Regions from separate parts of the Zea mays genome. Here regions 1 and 2 are each linked to region 3. The links are chromatin contacts, called in public Hi-C maps. All regions are on one chromosome and are shown on one strand. Each heading gives the region's core, a stretch centred on a gene start, on an enhancer-like site or on the middle of the called end of the contact. The rest is flanking DNA. Distances are from core to core; before and after follow the strand shown.

What was found. A called contact is a pair of places that touch in the nucleus more often than the background predicts.
Region 1: a Hi-C map of ear shows a contact between it and region 3, with 2.8 times the contacts expected there. The contact joins the enhancer-like site here to the promoter of LOC118473091 in region 3. A contact is called at or near these places in 2 of 25 Hi-C or Micro-C datasets (ear and tassel).
Region 2: a Hi-C map of tassel shows a contact between it and region 3, with 4 times the contacts expected there. The contact joins the enhancer-like site here to the promoter of LOC118473091 in region 3. A contact is called at or near these places in 5 of 25 Hi-C or Micro-C datasets (ear, leaf and tassel).

Annotation. Positions count from the first base shown.
Region 1 is chr1:171,910,293-171,913,585 of Zm-B73-REFERENCE-NAM-5.0, forward strand. No RefSeq gene overlaps it. Among protein-coding and RNA genes, the nearest start is that of LOC103640543, 14 kb to the left of the region's middle. Within about 2 kb of position 1,924, at least 7 of the 20 cell types and tissues checked have an H3K27ac peak or open chromatin away from gene starts, as enhancers often do. A contact at or near this core is called in ear, where this site is marked.
Region 2 is chr1:172,013,970-172,017,505 of Zm-B73-REFERENCE-NAM-5.0, forward strand. No RefSeq gene overlaps it. Among protein-coding and RNA genes, the nearest start is that of LOC103640545, 70 kb to the right of the region's middle. Within about 2 kb of position 1,857, at least 17 of the 20 cell types and tissues checked have an H3K27ac peak or open chromatin away from gene starts, as enhancers often do. A contact at or near this core is called in ear, leaf and tassel, where this site is marked.
Region 3 is chr1:172,379,764-172,383,075 of Zm-B73-REFERENCE-NAM-5.0, forward strand. It overlaps LOC118473091, which reads left to right and starts at 1,694. Exons shown (of 6, transcript XM_035961655.1): 1 at 1,694-1,971; 2 at 2,248-2,316; 3 at 2,908-3,250. The coding sequence starts at 1,694.

The sequences.
Region 1 (3,293 bases), core at 674-3,173, 470 kb before region 3:
ATGAAAAGAGCATCAAAGGGAACTTTGCAGTAAGATCCTGCCATGCTCCTAATGAAAATATTCTTGCAGGTAGAAGTTCTCCTTCCTCAGGATAACCCCTGAGCTAGGCCTTAATGCAAAAGATAACCTCTATCCACAAGATCTAAGTAGGGATAAGCATTTTTGTAAATCATATTTTGATACTTCATCAGAAGTATCTACAAAGGTATGGATATCAAGGTAGGCAATGCATCAAAGGGTTTCCAAGCAACTACTATAAACCTAATGCACATTCACTAGACTTAAAGTGTGTAAAAATAATTTAAAACACAAGGAAGGGGTTGCATGCACCGGGGCTTGCCTTTGTTGCAGTGAAGAGGTTCAAGACCTTTCTACCCAATAACTAGTTAGATAGCTCCATCCACTTGATGAATAGGCACTGGAGCAAACTCTTCTTCAGTCACCTCTTCAGCTTGAATCTTCACTCCTTCTGGTAGGAGTTCTATACGAAATGACATGATCATGGATGTTTATGCTTATGCAACTTGAAAAGAAAATACTAAGAAGCATCGCAAGACTTACACCTCTCTAATGGTGCACACAAAAACTAACAAAACCTTAAGAGAGCTAAATACTCTAATATCACAACTCAATCATACTAGGGCAGCCAGCAAGGATGAGGTGATATTCTTCAGTTACTCCAATATAGACACTAGTTTACTAAATCAGCCACCTTCCACTAAATTTGTTTTCAGTTTTCTGAAACAACACACCACTAAGCCTGATAGAGGGTTTTGGCACTTACTTTTCTCTAAATTCTCTATAGTAGCAAGCCAACTCTTCGCATCAAATTTGTTGTGCATGATATGGTCTCCCATCTTGCTGTGGAATCCCTAACCCAATTCTACCTGGAGTAATTTCCATAGAGCTACAAAGGTGGTTAAAAACTCACTGAACCATGATAACAGTCGACTGAATCAGTCTGCATTCCATATGCCTGGCAGGGGTAATTAGGACACCAATTACTGCCAACCCTGTGTAACACCCAGTTCATTTCTCTTTAGAAAACTTATTCACCTTACTATGGTATCCAACCTTTATACATGGAGTAGGACTCATAACTCCAGGAATTAAATTCTAAAGAGCTTCAAAATTGGTTGAACAACACCCTGAAACAGATTTTTAGTGAACTGATACAGCCCACCCCTAGTCTGACAGGGAAGGTTTGGAGGTATTTTACTCCCAAATTTCTGTAGAGCCATGTCTATCTTACTTTAGTAAACTTATTTACTTCACTTTGCTCTGCACTTTTGCTAAATAATTCTTAGTCCAAAACCACTAGGATGGGTCACAATAGAGCCTAAACTTGGTACCATTCATTGATGTTCAGATTTTCAGCTCTGAATAAACTAAGTTAATAGCAATCTGATAATCCAAACATAGGAATTCAGATTCTTATCTTTGAGCAAATTTTACACCTAGTTCCCAATAACAGACAGTGGTAGAGTTCAATCAAATGTCGTGGGGAACAGTAGTGACATACCTAAACTTTGGTGCTCACAAGGAATCGACCGGAGAAAGCGTGAGTTGTTCGGTCAACACAGAGGCTGCTCACGGCTCCGGTCTGCGGTGGAACAACTCTGTTCTGAGTCGCACAAGACTCTAGAATTAGGAAACCCAGTTCGGTGAGCTTCACTAATCTAGGGAGATTACCGAACAAGGTTCACCTGGGCAACAAACTTCTTGAGATACTCTGACCACGGGGAGGTGGAAGGATGGTTGTTGTGGCACCAGAGTACCAGACAATGGAATGGCACTTGATGAACTGAACAAAGCCGACGCAGAGGCTAAGGAGATGAACTCAGGCTTGCACACACCACCACAGAGATGCCCAAGGATCCAGCAGGGCTCCCTGGACAAGCACTTAAATAAGGGATGGCGCTGGGGCAGGTTCACTGGACCTAGCTTGAGGACACGAGAGTGGACAGACAGACACCGAATGGACACTACTGGGGGTTAGCCGTCGGGCATGCTTGACACCACATCACAACAGTGAATCCGTCCAAGTTATGCCCCCCAGGGTTCTCACTTATCTCTCATCTACCCCTAGATTTTATAGTTGCGGCAATATTTTCTTTAGATTTTTCTGGTGTGCATTGAAGTGCTTAAGTCTGACTGAAACCCTTTATTTAGCCCCACTTTTCTCACTATTCCAAATAAGGGTAGCTCAAGCCTTTCTAAACAAACTTGTTGCCCAACCATCGCTCTTTAGGTTTACTGTGAAAGTCCAAGACCCAAAATGTGTAGACCACAAGATATGCGACTCTGAAGTTGGCTATAGCTCACTGGAAACCAAGTTCCGTTCTCTGAATTTTACAGAATCAGCCAATGTTGCCTCCTTGCATACCTCCCTATTTGGCTGCCTGGATCACCCAATTCACTTAATAATAGACCTCTCCCCTTTAACCAAAGTGATTCTCCATGCCTAGCTTTTCCCTTTTTTGTATAGCAACTCATGGTTGACAACATATAGAACAAGGGTTGGGGTGTTCCAAAGTTGCCCCCATCACTCAACACTCCTGTCAGTTAACTGAACTTACTGACTGACAGAGGAAGTTCAGGTGTACTTTATTCCTAATTGTGTATAGTACCAAGCCCATCTCTTTTTAGGAAAATTATTCACTGTACTATGGTCTTTAAACGTACTACACAGAGCATGGTTCATAGCTCTATGACTCAAACACTAGAGAGCCCCAAAGTTGGGCTCATCACACTGAAACTGATTTTCAGTTGACTGAAATAGCCTGCTGCACCATCTGCATCTCCCTTAACAAGCCTTATTTTCCAACCATAGGTCTTCCACTTGGGTACAACACTCCAAAGCTGAAACTACTCAGATTTATAGTTGTGGTGTTCCAAAGTATAGCAGAAACAACCAAACATTCAGTCTCAACTTAACTGAACAACCCTTACTATTTCTGACAGAGGACTTTGCAGCTCCATTATCTCTCAACTTTATATAACAGGACCATCTCCTTGCATGAAACTTGTCCATCTATACCTAGTCTCCAACTTTGCTATAGAAACTATAGTCTAAAACCACTCATATTGATCACAAAACAGCTCCAAATTAAGCATCCTATACTGAAATTCAGGTTTTAGAGACTGAACCCAAAGCAGTTGGAACCAGCCTGACAGTCCAACTTTGAGCCACTTTTACTCCTTTTTTGTGTAGCACCAAACTAAACTCACTGAAATTTGTTCTCCTATATATGGTCTTCCATTTTGCTATACAGCTCTTGGTCTAAAACCAT
Region 2 (3,536 bases), core at 607-3,106, 370 kb before region 3:
AAGTTTCTTTTTCTTTGAAGGCGGACGGCGGTCGCAAACACCCGGCGGTGCGGCCCCGTGCCTCTGCCGTCTGTGCCCCCTACCACCCTCGTGCAGAGCGCGTGCTCCGGCCCCCTCCCGCTAGAAATGAAAACAATTTCGGTTTTTTTCGGTTTTTCGAAAACCGTTTTTGATTTTTTCGACTGAAACCAGCAGTACCGGTATTTTTCGCAGCCGGCATCGGTTATCGGAATTTTGTTTCAAAATCGGTATCGAAAACAATATAAGATTTTTCCGACCGTTTTAATCGGTTCCCGTTTTCAAACGAAATTTACCGAATTTAGGTATCGGAATTTTTCCAAAAACAAAAAATTAAGTAGGCTATTTAAAAGCCCACACTCAATAATGGACGCTCAGGCCCAAGTGCCTACCGTTTCATCTGGCTCGAGCTGTTATCTAGATGAGACTCTTCTTCGATGACATTTAGGTGGGCGAGGTGAGACTAAATAATGTTGTGCACTGTACCCATCCGGCTTCGCTAACAGCTGCTGGGACAAGTGGGTCCGTAGGTGGGCTGCATGTCTGATGAATCCGCTTCGTGGGCGACTAGGTGGTGAGCTCCTGATGGGCTGCCCATCTGATGATGGGCGACTGGGCGGTGAGCTCCTGGCCATGTTCATATTGGCCCTCTTGCGTGCGTGTGTGTGTATATATATAATATTGTGTATTGTATTTGTATTGAATATCCAAATTTAAATAGTTTGACTTGACATAATTCTAGAAAGATAAATTCATGTAGACGGAGAGAGTACTCTTCTATGTGATATGGATGAATAAAGTTATACATAGTTAGAGTAAGAAAATGTTGAACCTTGAATCTATAAACATGTGATATTTATGAACTTGTTATATTGTGAACTTGTTATGTTATGAACTTGTGATATTTATAAACTTGTTATATTGTGAATTGTTGGCTTGTGATCTTTATTGTATTGTGAACTTGTTATATTCATATGTTTACCGGTCATACTTTAGATTCCGACCGTTACCGATGTATTTTCCATATTAAACTTTCGTTTCCGATGTTTCCGAAATATCGATATCTTTTTCCGTTTCCGGTTTAACCATTTCCGATTCCATTTCCGATAAAAATTATGAAAACGAAAACGGTTTTAGTGTTTACCGACCGTTTTCATCCCTACCTCCCGCTGTGCTGTCCTTGTACTACACGAGACGCTTTAACAGTTTAGTACTCTCTTTTTTTTAAAAAAAGGAATGGATCTTTTATTTTTTTCGTTTGGTCGGACGGTCGGACCGCAGTTACGTTCATCAGATGAACAAATGAGTTTTGAGAAACCCATGCAAGTGGAGTCGGTATAAGACGGACGCCACCGTGGCGTGTATTGCTATTGGGCTGCCAAGGTCTGAGGCCCAGTACTGATACATGATTCTTGGTCCATTTTCTTCAGCAAGCTTACGGGTAAGGGGCCCTTTTCCTAAGCAATTTCGTGGTTGTGGGCCTGCGTTAATCGGTGTATGGGTTGTAAACCAAAAAAAAAGGAGAGAGAGGGGGAGCCAATTTGGATCCGTTTAGTTGGCCAAAATTTAAACCAAACACATCCTTACCTTCTCTAACTTTTGCTCAAGTTTAATTCACCGCTCCAATTTTTGCTCAACTTTTGCTCTAGGTGTTGGACGGAGCCTGCCTCTATATGCTGGTTCAGCTTCGTAGGGCATACTGCATAGTGCATGGTACACCGCCACCGGTGCAAAGACGCCTGAACACAAAGCACGTCGTAGCGTACTCCCGGTAAACAACACATTGCTTGTGCTTGGGGCGACCGTGGTCCCAGCTAGGGCCTAGGGCAGGCTCCCAGCTCCTTGTGTATGGCCATGGGCCTGTACAGCGTCAGGTCATATCATATGCATGCCAAGCCAAATCCAGTTCTTCGCCCGCGCGCATGCGACAGCGTAGTCATTCAATCATGTGTTTTCAGTGGTGCATGCTGTTGAAATATTAGACAATTTACAGATTAAATTTCAATATATAAATTATGACCAAATCAGAAGAACTGAAGTATAAAGTTAAATCAGATGATTCGTACTGATCAAATATACTGATAGATGGCACGAGCCGGAATCAGCAGGGTCGACGACGTTGAAGCAGTGGTACCGATGACGTCTACGCAACAGGGTTTGACTAGAAGATCACGAGCAGTCGCATGAGGATGCTTCCCAAAAACCTTATTCACCCTCTCCCGGTGCAGGATCTCGAAGGCGAAGGGTTCCGGAGACCTGCTCTCCCGATCGCAGATGCACATCGGTGGTCGGGATGAAGAGAACTACGATGGCGACGCAGTTGTGAACAGAGGCGAAAGCGAAAATTATGGTTATTTTGATGATGGTTGTTAGGCGCCTTATATAGGGCCGAGTTCGCGAACCGATAGCTATCCGCGATCCGATCTGCCCGTGAAAAACTTGCGTTCAGTTTAGATTTTTATAGCGATCGGTTAGAATTCTAAACTTAACAACCAAGCAACCAAAAATTAAAACAGCAAAAGGAAGTCGCGCCCCCGCAAGGCGAGGGACCATTCACGCGTATGTTGTGCGCCCGCGTCCTTCACCCCCGCCCCGCCCCGCCCAGGCTAGGCCAGGCGAGCGAGCGCGCGCGTGTGGCTCTCCACACTCTCTCCTCTCATCCCTGACTTGGTGAGTGAGTGTGACTTCCATATTTAAACTAGTTCTACTCCATTTGGACTAGCAATATGGCACTATTAGTTCCACTATTCCCTAGCCATACACATATATGGGCTTTTGAGATTTTTCTGGGATTTAATTGAATTTCTCAATTGAGCCTAGCCCATAAATCCTAACAATCCCCCACCAGATCTCAAATGTCCATCTGCAGTTTTGCCACTGTTCACTACTGTTTAATATACTATTGTTTCAGCAGAGACTATTAAGTTGAACTTCCGTCTAGAACTCCAAGCTACACTTGGACAATAGACTATGCCTTGAATTGCAAGTTTTGTGTGAATGAGTTTCACTTAAAGCCATGACCAGTACTTGGTTACCAGTAGTCCCCTTCTCGGGTGGAGCATATACATCGTACTCCAAGGTCTCTTCATGAGTTTACTAGAGATCACCCAGATCTCATAGACTCCGACGTTAGACAGTCTAACTCATATAGGTGTGTTCTTTCAAGAATGTTCTGCTGGACAACATCTTCGCTAATACAAGCCAACAAAACACATTAAGGCACAAAGCCAACCTGCCTTACAACATTTGAGAGTATTGCATCTTTACTTAGAGAGGGTCAAAGGTTACTCTCCTCAGTTCACCAATGGCTTGTTCTTCCTAGGACCTAATTCATGGGATCTCCAATCACATAGACTGGGTTTCCACCATGGCAACTTATACGGGTCTCATACCCATCTCTCTCGATGTGATTTCTATCATATTACGTGGTAGTCCCTTTGTAAAAGGATCTGCCAGATTTTTATCTATTGAAATATAAGTCACACTTATAACTCCCGAGTTTCTCAACTTTCTGACAG
Region 3 (3,312 bases), core at 444-2,943:
AACGGGCTGGCCCGACATAGTTAGCAGGCCGGTATGACGTGTCTGGTCCATAGTTGTGGCCCGCGTGCACCGTTTTTAACATTTTACGCTGATTTAATTAAATGGGTCGACGGGTTAACGGGCTGGCCCGATATAGTTAGCAGGCCGGTATGACGTGTCTGGTCCATAGTTGTGGCCCGCGTGCGTCTAGCCCGTGCCGGACGCTATTTGGCCATCTATAGACGTGCAGCGAATTAATTTAAAATAGCTGTGAGGGGTTATTTGTAAAAAGATGACGCATGACGACCGTTGAAACTGGTGCTTTAAGTATAGTATAGAATTGAATATTGAAATAATTGTACTGAGTACTCCACCCATCTACGCCTGGCTACACCCCAAAATGGTACACGTCATCTTGGCGCGAAATGCGCATCATGTGGGCGCGGGCGGGTAAACGACACGTGAGCGAGTCACCACCACAGTCCGTAACTAGATCAGTTTTGATCCGTCGGCTGCGCTTGACCAACGCCGGGCCCGCCGCCAGCGCCAGCGCCGGATCGTAGCAGTGCAGAGAATATCCCCGCCGGCGGCCGCGCCGCCCGTGCATGCCTCCACCGTGGGGAGCAGGGGACTCTCCCGACCCCGGCGCGCGACTCCCCCGCATCGCGCTTCGGGATGATACCAGATATGGTCGTCGTTTATGAATGCATACATGGGAGACCCACTCGTCGTCTCGATCTCCGACCTTCTTCACTCTCTGCCTCTGCTGCCTCGGTGGCTGCCCCGTATCCTTAGACTTGTCAACCGGCCGCTACGGTACAGTCCAGAGCTGCGTGCTTTCCTCAGTGTCCCGAGTCCCGACAGCGTCTCCCTCTCCCTCTATTCTAATCCCTGTTCTAACTTCTAAGCAGACCTTTCTCTCTCCCACGAGGAGCTCCACGAGACCACGACCATCCACGAGCAGCTAGAATGGTGGCTCATGCCACGCGCATCTATCTCCTCTACTAGCTTGGTTTCTCACGTACGCGTAGCCGCGTAGGTGCTACCGCTGCCGAAATCCAGATATTTGTCGAGTACAATTTGTCAAGCGCTTGGCGAACTAAAGGCCTCTTTAGTTCGTGGTTAAATTTGTCACACTTTATCTAAGGTTGTCGTCCGAATTAAATAACTAATCTTAGATTAAAAAGTTATGCAAAGTGTAGCAAGTTAGATATAAAACCAAATATGCCTTAACACTCTAATAAAAACCTCGTTTTATCGAGCATGAGACACTCGGCAAAGACCTTTTTACGGAGTGTCAAACTCTTGGTGAAAAGCAACGCTCGGTAAACGGCCGTCAATAGCCGACGGCCGTTACTTTACCGAACATTAGACATCGACACTCGGTAAAATAGCTTATTTGCCGAATGTCCGATAAAAAGTATTCGACAAAAAAATTGTTATCGATGTGCAGTTCAACGAGTCTTTTTTGCTGAGCGTCACAATCGACAAAGCATTCACCAATTATTTTTTAGCCTTTACCGAGTGCTTCAGACACTCTCGACAAATAGCTGTGTCCGATAGTACACGCGTGCACTATATAAGTATATAACTATTGAGATATATATACACAGCAGGCATGAGCGGCAGAAGTGCATGTTCGATCATTTCGCGCTTGCTTAAACTTGCTAGGATCGTGTGTGTATTGATACCTAGAGAGAGAGAATTTGAGACGATGAACTACCCAGATGCTGCGGCGGATCCGTGGTGCTGCTACAGCAACAACGCCGGCGAGGCCGCCGCCGCCGCCGCCGTGCCCACCTCGGGCGAGGAGGCCAGCCGTTTCTTCGGCGACATGGTTGCCGCCGCGGACTACTCCACGTACGTGATCTATGATTATTACGCCGTATCTGATGTGCCACTGAGTGTGTCTAAAGCGATAGAGAAGCCTAGACAGGTACTCGTTATGCTGTGGCTGGCAGCAATTAGCATAATATTTGTTGGGAAGCGAGGGTGTTTGAATGTATTATAGCTAATAGGTAGTTAGCTGAAAATGCTAGTGAAATTATCTAGCTAATAAATAGCTAGCTAACTAGTAGCTAAATTTGCTAAAAATATCTAATAGCTGAATTATTAGTTAAGTTGTTTAAATGTTATTAGTTAATTTTAGCAGCTAACTATTAGTTCTAGTGCATTCAAACATCTCTATAATTACATTGTGAGTTACGGATGAGTAAGTATAGTTTATATGATTGAGAACATAACCTGCTAATGGGCTAACTTTTTTAGGAGTGTTGGCCTAGATCTAAAACCTATAGCTGATGTTGTGCATGTGTCGTGGGCTCACGGCATGTCTAAGTATGTGTGCGGGTGACCAGTGTGTCATATGTTGGCGATCCGGTTCTTCCAACAATATTAAAAAAAACATCATAGATTCCATTCCATGCATGATTTGATGCATGGAGCCACAAGGAAAAATCAAGAAAGTAATACCTTGGATGATGCTTGTCGTCTAAGCGGGATATATGTAGGAGTTATTAGTCTTACCTCTCCTAAAAGAATGGTATGAATTGAGCGCAGCTGGTATATATAGCTAGCTTCAGACCGAGATAATGCTTGCTGACTAGGTTAGTACCAGTTATTAAGGAACTAGCTGATCTTAGAGATCATATATACTGCTAAGTCTCATGTAGAGGAGTATATATATGTTTGGAAAACAAACTACTATAGTAGTTTATGATATTACTGTTATTATCTACTAAGTGTAACTCTCTACTGCTAAGTGATTTACTATGACATTACCATAAATGTTTCTGTGAATATTTATATGAGTTATTACAGTAACACATTTGTGGTAAATTAATAAATAGAGGCATCTATAGAATAATAACGACTATATGCATGTCAGTCTAATAGCCAATTAATTTAAAAACCTGCTCGATCGTACAGAGATGATCTGTTCGAGCTGGTGTTGGAGCAAGAAGGTGGTGCCCCAGGACCGGGTTCGATGCATCCGACGGTTTCCTGCGTCTGGTCGTCGAGGTTCAGCAAGCCACCGGATGTACGGTTCGACCCACCGTCGGAGGACGAGATGGCGGCGTGGCTCTGCACCATCGTCAATGGCGACGAACCTGCCTGCAATGATGACAACGGCGACGGTGACCGACTGGCGGCTGACGATGGTCAGGAGGATGGAGTGCCGGTGATGGGAACGTCGACCACGACGGCGGACAAGAAAGAAAAGGCTCCAACGACGACGACGGTGGAAGGGATGATGATTATGGGCAACAAGGTACGCACGTGACCGTGTATACTATATATCCATCTATATGCATAGCCTAGAAGCCAGCCGCT